Linked DNA regions of Lactuca sativa: region 1 is linked to region 2. The links are chromatin contacts, called in public Hi-C maps. All regions are on one chromosome and are shown on one strand. Each heading gives the region's core, a stretch centred on a gene start, on an enhancer-like site or on the middle of the called end of the contact. The rest is flanking DNA. Distances are from core to core; before and after follow the strand shown. Region 1 holds the start of LOC111889500 (transcription initiation factor TFIID subunit 7). Region 2 holds the start of LOC111889495 (glucan endo-1,3-beta-glucosidase 4).

Region 1 (3,971 bases), core at 636-3,135, 170 kb after region 2:
GCATCCTCATCATCAACACATAGCTTACTCAAGAAAGGATCATTTGATGTCCTATTCATATGCACTACATCCTCATTAAATTCAAAGGCAACATTTCTAAGTTCATCTATGCTGTCTTCATTTTCACCATCAATACAAGACTCATGTTCATCATCATCATTATCTTCATCATCATGCCACCCATCAACACCAACCCCAATATGATCCACATAAACCGAAATTACACCATCTGTTCCATAAGCATCAAAAATAAAAGAAGAATATTCCACATCATCTGAAATGGGATTAAGCCCTTCCATCAAGGACATGTCTGGTTCACAGTAGTAAAACTTTTTACACTCTTCATGCATTAAACGTTCGCAGAAGGTCACAAACTCAGAATAAGTCATAGAAGAAAAGTCAACATCATTGAAGATGGTTTTAACACCACCAGTGTAAGAGAAAGGATTTCGATTAAATACCCCTTAGTAGTTGAGTTCCACCATCGCAAACAGTCCATTAGGTTCCTATTGTGCCATTGCTACGAGTTCTTTGTTTCTTTCAGCTTGATCACAGGAATGCTTCACAAACCCTAAATCAGTTTCTTTTACAGCTGAATAATGAAGACAAAGACTAGTGAAGTTCGATAGCTAAAGACGAAAGGCTTTAAGCGTTGTATTTCATTAATTGACGTGGCATATCTCACGTGGCATTGGATTAGACAAAAAATATATATTAATTGACAAAATGGCATCGTATAATCGGGAAACCTTCTAAAAGTTGCTAAAATGGTGTAATTAAAAAGTCAATTACGAGTTTACTGGTCTAATGTACCAAAAAAACTTTAAGGACCAAATTAGTCAAATGATAAAAGTTCCATGTGCTACAGTGACATTATCCCGAAGAAGTAAATAAAAGAGTTTAATGGTTGGGAGAAAGAAAAGAAAAGTTCAGGGACCTTTATTGCAAACATTTCTTTCTTTTGTAACTGAAATTGTAACTAATATTACAATTTAATTACATATTAATACAAATTAATTTTGTGATTAAAGAAGTGTTTAAATGAGAGGTTATAGAATATATATAGTATAAATACTACTACTATACAACTATTTGAGGACACAAATTAGAATACAAAAACTCGTCTTTTCCATTTCATAATTTCACGTTTTCAGTTTTCTTGCTGAATTAAGGGTAAAATCTAGTCTTATTGAGGGTTCGGATGATCTAGAAGAACTATTTTAAACTGTTGTATTCTGAGAAACAAACACCCGATAGCGAACAAATTTGTTTTAAATATAATGTGTTAAACACATGTCTCAGTCTTTTCTATTTTATTGTTTGTTTTCGTACATTTCCGTAATATAATTCCTACAAAAATTAATATATAAGGTGGTATAATTTCATTTATTTTTTCAAATCAACAATTATAAAATATAAAATTATTTATCAATTATTTTAAATAAATTATTAATTAAGAAATATTTTTTATAACGTGTCACAGCTTCCTCGTATTTTTTTGTTTTATAATGACGAATATTTCTTTCCTATTTACTACGGCGACAAAGAATCAAATTATCATTATATTTATTTCTTTTTCTACTCCTTTTTCCTAGTATCGGATAACCCCAAGGGGGTTGTGGGTTGTTTTCTACCAATTGGGGCCCTTCTTCACCGCCCCGTGGATGGTCCAGAGGATTCATAACTACTCCTCTTACTACAGGACGCTTACTTAGCCAACACTTAGATCCGGCTATAATTGATAAATAATTTTATATTTTTATTATAAAAAACTAATTAATTTTATAGCCGTTGATGGGTTATAAAAGTGTGCGGATAAATTAATCCTGTAAATGTTAATATCACTTTATTTATTTATTTATTTATTTATTTTTTTTTAAGAGAAGGAAGGAAATCTTGTTTTGATCTCGAATATCGGTCCAACTTATCTAGAGGATTAAACTGGAACCTTCCACTTCTATCTAACCCCCAAAATCTGCAATTTACGACGAGCAGGGTTCTCAAATCTCCATTAAATCTCAATCCCACTATATACAAACCCAGGTAACCTTTTCCTCTAAACAATCTTATTTCGTTCTTAACCCTAAATTGCGAGTGTTCATTCTTAAGTTTGAGCATAAAAGATGGTAATTGTCTAATTGAATTGAAGAATTGCTTACGAACACACATAAGCCCTTTCATCTCAACGACTCTAACTTCCAGTTATCATTTTGAATTGATCTTTCGCTAGGTCTCACTTCTTACTTTTTCTCTGTGAGTTTTTAATTGACGAGAGCGCTCGAGAATTTGGATAATTACGTGATACGAACCTCTTTTATCTGCATGATCTCTTCTCAAATTGTTACTGTGACTTCGTGAATCGTGATCCTCCAGATTTATTGATGATGGTTGAAACGAAAAACTCCCTCAAGAAATCATTCGAATGAAGTTACTCAATCCATTCATATTTAATTAACTTAATTCATTCTCCACATGCCTTTTCTATCTTCACTCTCAGAACTTTTTACCATTCGTGATTATTACTGATTCATGAGTTCTACCTCTTCAATACACCTTAAATTGCAGAGATTGACCACTGAATTGAGCATAGGAAACTTAAAATGGTATTGACCATGAGATTGGGATACGATTAGCCTATGAATTCAACATCAAATTCACTCTTATATCTGCAGAAGTAGGCTTTTGGCTTAAAAAGGACTAAATTTCTAGGATTTATATATTGTATTGGTATCAGTGCATTTCCTAAATAAAACCCTTATCCTCGTCTTGTTAAAAAATTGTCCTTTTACAGAGCTTCTCAGTTTGAATAAAAATGGAGGAACAGTTCATACTGAGAGTGCCACCTTCTGTTGCTGAACGTATAGATCGTCTTTTAAATGAGAGTGGCTCAGAGTCAATTGATTTATCATTCTCAGGTATGATATGACATTTTATTTAATTTACTAAATACAAATAAAAATATAAAAGTTCAGAAAAGAATTAATATTCGATGCAGAAGATGGAAGGAGTGGTGCATTTATTATAGGTGAAGACCATTTTCCTGCATCTCTTTTAGACCTTCCTTGCATTGTGGAGTCTTACAAGACTTATGATGACAATGTTTTGATCAAAACTGCAGATGTTGGCCAAGTATGTTATTTTATTTTTCTTATTTTCTTATACATGTTAAATTGTAAAAAAACATGATTTCTATTGTTTTTAATATTCATTTTCATGTGATGTGATGTGATGCAATTGTGTTATTGTGACAGATGATTATGGTGAGAGATGATGGTGATCCTCCACCAGAGGTGGTGGAGCACCGCCATGGTCTTACGCCGCCCATGAGAGATGCTCGAAGGCGGAGGTTTCGTAGGGAGCCGGATTTGAATGTAAGAAATAGCAATATACTTTCTTTGAGTTAATTATTATAGCATTTTATAAAAAAAAATTGAAAAATATAATCTTATAAATTATAATAGATATTGATTTGAATTGTAGCCTGAACTTGTTAGACGAGTAGAGAAGGATCTGCTAAACATCATGAATGGTGGAACGGCTGAAAATTTCGATATCCTTTCGTATTGTCAAATTTACTTTATCTGTTAAATGCAAGAAATAGCAATGTACTTTCATTTATTTGTTTTCATAGCACCAATTCTCTTAAAGTACAATACCTTAATAAGAAAAAACAAAGTACATGTTTGTATTTTGTATCCTTGACTTAGAGGTTTACATACGGAAATGGGTGAGCAAGAGGAAATTGGTAGGAAGAAAGCGGGACCCACACGTGTAGAAAAACCTGATGTTTCGGAGGCGGGAACAAATGTTGTTGAGCCTGAGAGAAGCGAAAGTGATGAGTCTGATGATTCTATGTAGAGAAAATTACACCATTGGTCCCTCTGGTTTGTTTGCCAGAACTAGCTGGTTGAGGACAACTATGAAAACCAACCACGCAAGAAATTGAAACCAGAGGGACAAACGTGTGGTTT
Region 2 (3,967 bases), core at 1,030-3,529:
CTCATTTACAATATTAACCTCCGATCTAAAAATGTCTAGTCCCATGTCAGCTAGACATGACATGACATGATCCTATATGCCTTTATATATGTTGGAGTCTCCCGTCTTCCCCTAATACAGCACTCTCTAACAAAAAGAATAAAGAGTTTACAAAAAGAATAAAGAGTTTACGACACTTACTAGGATCAATATTAGTTATAATAGCTGTGCCACCAAAGTCGCATGTTGCACCTTCGACCCGTTTTCTTTGGTAATAGTCATTATAAGCATAAGAAGCATGGTTTTGAACCGTATTGGGCAGATAACATGGCTGCCCGGATTGAATAGCACTACAGTTCGCCTGCCCTTGCCCACATGCCCAATTCAACCCGCTTTGCAACCCATCCGGATCCGCCCCTTTTCTCGCAACACAAAACCCGCCCGTATTATTCTCCATAGAATCACCAAGATCAAGACTATAAACCGCACTCCCGTTTCTAAAATACACACCATAGCTTCGATTATCATCTTCATTAAACAACTCGAAAATGTACGAGTTCATAAGAATACCCGGTTGACTCGGTGGGCCAGACCCGGTCAAAACACGCTTAATCAAGTTATTCTTAAAAGTCTCCGCGTTTTCCACCGTGGCGGCACTTTCATTGGCGGCACCCGCCCAGGGCCACCCTGTTTCCGTCACTATTATCGGGATCACCGGAGTAATACAAGCAGCTATGGAGTAATACGTGGCATCCACCATAGCATCAAGCATGCTTTCATAATGGAAAAGAGTGTTTGGGTCAACGATTTGTTTGACCACCGGAAGGGGCTGAAAAAGAGCATATTGAATCGGAAAAACACCATTGTGTTGTATGTAATCTTTATAAGGATACGCGTTCAACATGTAAAAGGAATTCGAGTTTTTCAAGAACTCAAGAATATCGTAAATAGTTGAATTCCATGAATGGTTAAAAGTGGCGGTGGACGGCGGAAAAGGCGTCGGAATTAAATCCATTGATAAAGGGGTTGATACTTTAACGTCGTTTAGATTTGAAGCGAGTAAAGCTTTGTAAAGATAGTTCATGGCGGAAACAAGAAAAGGGACGGCGGTTGGAGTAGAAGAAATAACTTCACTTCCGACAGCAATGGCGGTGATATTGGTGGCGGGTTTGAACGCTGCAACGTGTGTGTTAATCCATGAGGCGGCAGCTGAAGGTGACTTTCCGATTCCCATGATGTCCGAGTTAGCAACACTAATCATAACTTCGATCCCTGTGTCTGATAATGCGTTAATCAAGCGAACGTCGGAATTAAAAAGCCGAACATGTGTTATTTTATGGGCTCTAAGGATCGCCACCACCTGCTCCGGCGACGGTAGGTTTGAAAGTTCGCCGGCGATGTTTATTCCCACAAAGGCAACTGCAAATCCAAGAATATAAACATAAATTGAAGAGGGAAAACCAGATTTTATACTAAACCTACATCTCTCTTGTTAAAGCTCCGATTTTTATCAAGATTATAGATTATTTCATTCAAAATTGGGAGTAATAAGTTTGACCTCAAGTCAACCTTCAAGAACAGATAACATTACCTGTTACATTGGATAGACTTCCAAATATAAACAAGATACTTCCAAGCCACAATTCGAGCCTCATTGTTCCAACCGCCGATATTGTCGGACATCAACCTTATTTTCTCCGAAACTTTATCATAGTCTGTTACACGTTGGAAATAATTGAGCAAATAAGCTAACTTTGAGGTTTCTGAGTCATAAGAAACGAATGAAAAACAGCATAAAGTGTATAGTAACTCTACAAACGTAAATAGAAGACGCTTGAAATTCTTGTCCATTTTCCGAATTTAGGTCAATCTTTGAAAGAAGAAAGAAGAACACCCAAATCAAGAAAGGTTTATGGTTTCTTTACAAAATTGAGGAAACCCACGGGTTGACATAAAACAGGGAATACCCAAATCAAAAAAAGGTTTCTTTTGTTCACAATTATTGCAATTTCAAGAAAACCCAAACAGGTTTCTTGGCAGAATTCAAGAACCCTTGAAAGAAAGAACAGAGGAAATAAAGAAGAGGCAAATACCAGGAGTTTAATTAAAGATTGTATCACTAGTGTACAAGTTCTTCGATGGCGGAATCTTCAAGAAATCAAGACGAATGGGAATGAAATCTGGGAGAGAATCTAAAGCAACTTGTTGCTGGTTTAATGAAGCATTTTATGAAAGGTGTGAGCTTTTTGAGAAAGAGAATAGAAGAGTGTCTTTTAGAACCCTATATCGACATAATTCCAAATTCCGTTTCACTTATTGCATAATAATTGTGCAGGACATAAATGGACATTCATACCCCACCACCCAAATAACATAAAAGAAAAAATACATCGGAAGAAACGTAGCTCGAAGCTTCGAATCTTTGATTATAGTTTGATTTATTGTAAAGACCAAAATACCACATAGGTTGTTATAACTTAAACAAAATTAAAATTTTAACTTTTTCAAAAAAATTGATTTATGGATGTTGGGATGAGAATATGGGATCTAAAGTAGATGGAGCTGTTGGAGTTGGTAAGCCTCGTTGGCAAGCCTCGTTGGCTTATCTAATTTAGATTTTTGTTGTACAAAATATATATTTACTAAATAGAAAAATAATAAACTCCTCAAAATATTAAAATGTTAGAAATATGGTGTGAGTGTGGGGTGGGCTGGTTCTTCAATGCTTTTTCTATTTCTTTATAATAATAAAAAGTTAGAATAAGGATGAATATGATCACTAGGGGTGTTCGTTTGGATGGATCGGTTTAATCCGATCCGATCATGTGAATCCAAAATAATTTCGGTTTTCAAAACGTAGATCCAAATAGTCCAAACTAAATTCAAATCCGATCCGATCCAACCAAATTATAATTCGGTTGGATCGGTTTTTTACAATTCGGTTTTCAAGAATCAAGACATTTCATGATTTCAACAAATATATAAATTTAGTATTAACTTACTCTATAATATAAACTAAAAAATATTGTTTAATTAGTTGTGAATTAAAACTTATAAATAACTATCAAGAAAAATATATTATATATTACTACTTTATAGACAATTTTTTTAATAAGAAGTAGATATTAAAGTATTATAAATGATGAAATTTTTTTATATACTAAAAGAATAATTTTGTAAATTTATAAATTATTAAAGATATATATTAGAAAGAACAAATAATAAATTGCAATTCGGTTTTTTTGGACTATTCGGTTTTTATAATGTGAACCAAAACCAATCCGAAATCCAAAATAATAATTTGGTTTTGCTAAAAAACCAATCCAAAAATCCAAATATCCGAACCAAATAGTCCGATCCAAATTGTCCAATTGGACAATTCGATTTTATCCAAATAGTGAACAACCCTAATGATCAGGGAGGAGCTTCAACATTTTATTTGGGGGTCGGAAATATAATATGTATAAAAATCGATGAGCAAGGGGTGTCACAGCTAAAATTTTATATTTTTGAGCCTAATATGCATAAAATTAAAGTGTAAGGACTAATTGTGAGCAAGGGGTGTCACAGCTAAAATTTTATATTTTTGAGCCTAATATGCATAAAATTAAAGTATAATGACTAATTGTGATAAGAAAAATAAGGGGGCCACAACCCCCGTAACCCTAATAAAGATCTGCCGTTGAATATGATATAAAATACACCACAAAATATGGGCTTTTGTTGGATTATAAATGAACGTCGAAGACTAAAAAAACAATTGAGAGATGAAAGAAGTGGATTATTCATCATCATCATCATTATATATATATATATATATATATATATATATATATATATATATATATATATATATATATATATATATATATATATATAAAAGAAAAGTGAATATACTCTTATGGTTATATAAGCTTAGGTACCCTAACTCACCATATTACGTTATTTTCTATCATATATATGGATTGTAATTGTCCAATGTTCTTAT

Evidence for each region. A called contact is a pair of places that touch in the nucleus more often than the background predicts.
Region 1: a contact with region 2 is called in a Hi-C map of leaf, with 4 times the contacts expected there. The contact joins the promoter of LOC111889500 here to the promoter of LOC111889495 in region 2. A contact is called at or near these places in 2 of 4 Hi-C or Micro-C datasets (both in leaf).

What each region holds. Positions count from the first base shown.
Region 1 is chr1:86,091,594-86,095,564 of Lsat_Salinas_v11, forward strand. It overlaps LOC111889500 (transcription initiation factor TFIID subunit 7), which reads left to right and starts at 1,886. Exons shown (of 6, transcript XM_023885650.2): 1 at 1,886-2,043; 2 at 2,792-2,915; 3 at 2,999-3,129; 4 at 3,252-3,371; 5 at 3,481-3,550; 6 at 3,716-3,971. The coding sequence starts at 2,813. The coding sequence ends at 3,858.
Region 2 is chr1:85,924,428-85,928,394 of Lsat_Salinas_v11, forward strand. LOC111889495 (glucan endo-1,3-beta-glucosidase 4) reads right to left here and starts at 2,280. Exons shown (of 5, transcript XM_023885644.3): 1 at 2,073-2,280; 2 at 1,571-1,694; 3 at 181-1,398. The coding sequence starts at 1,634.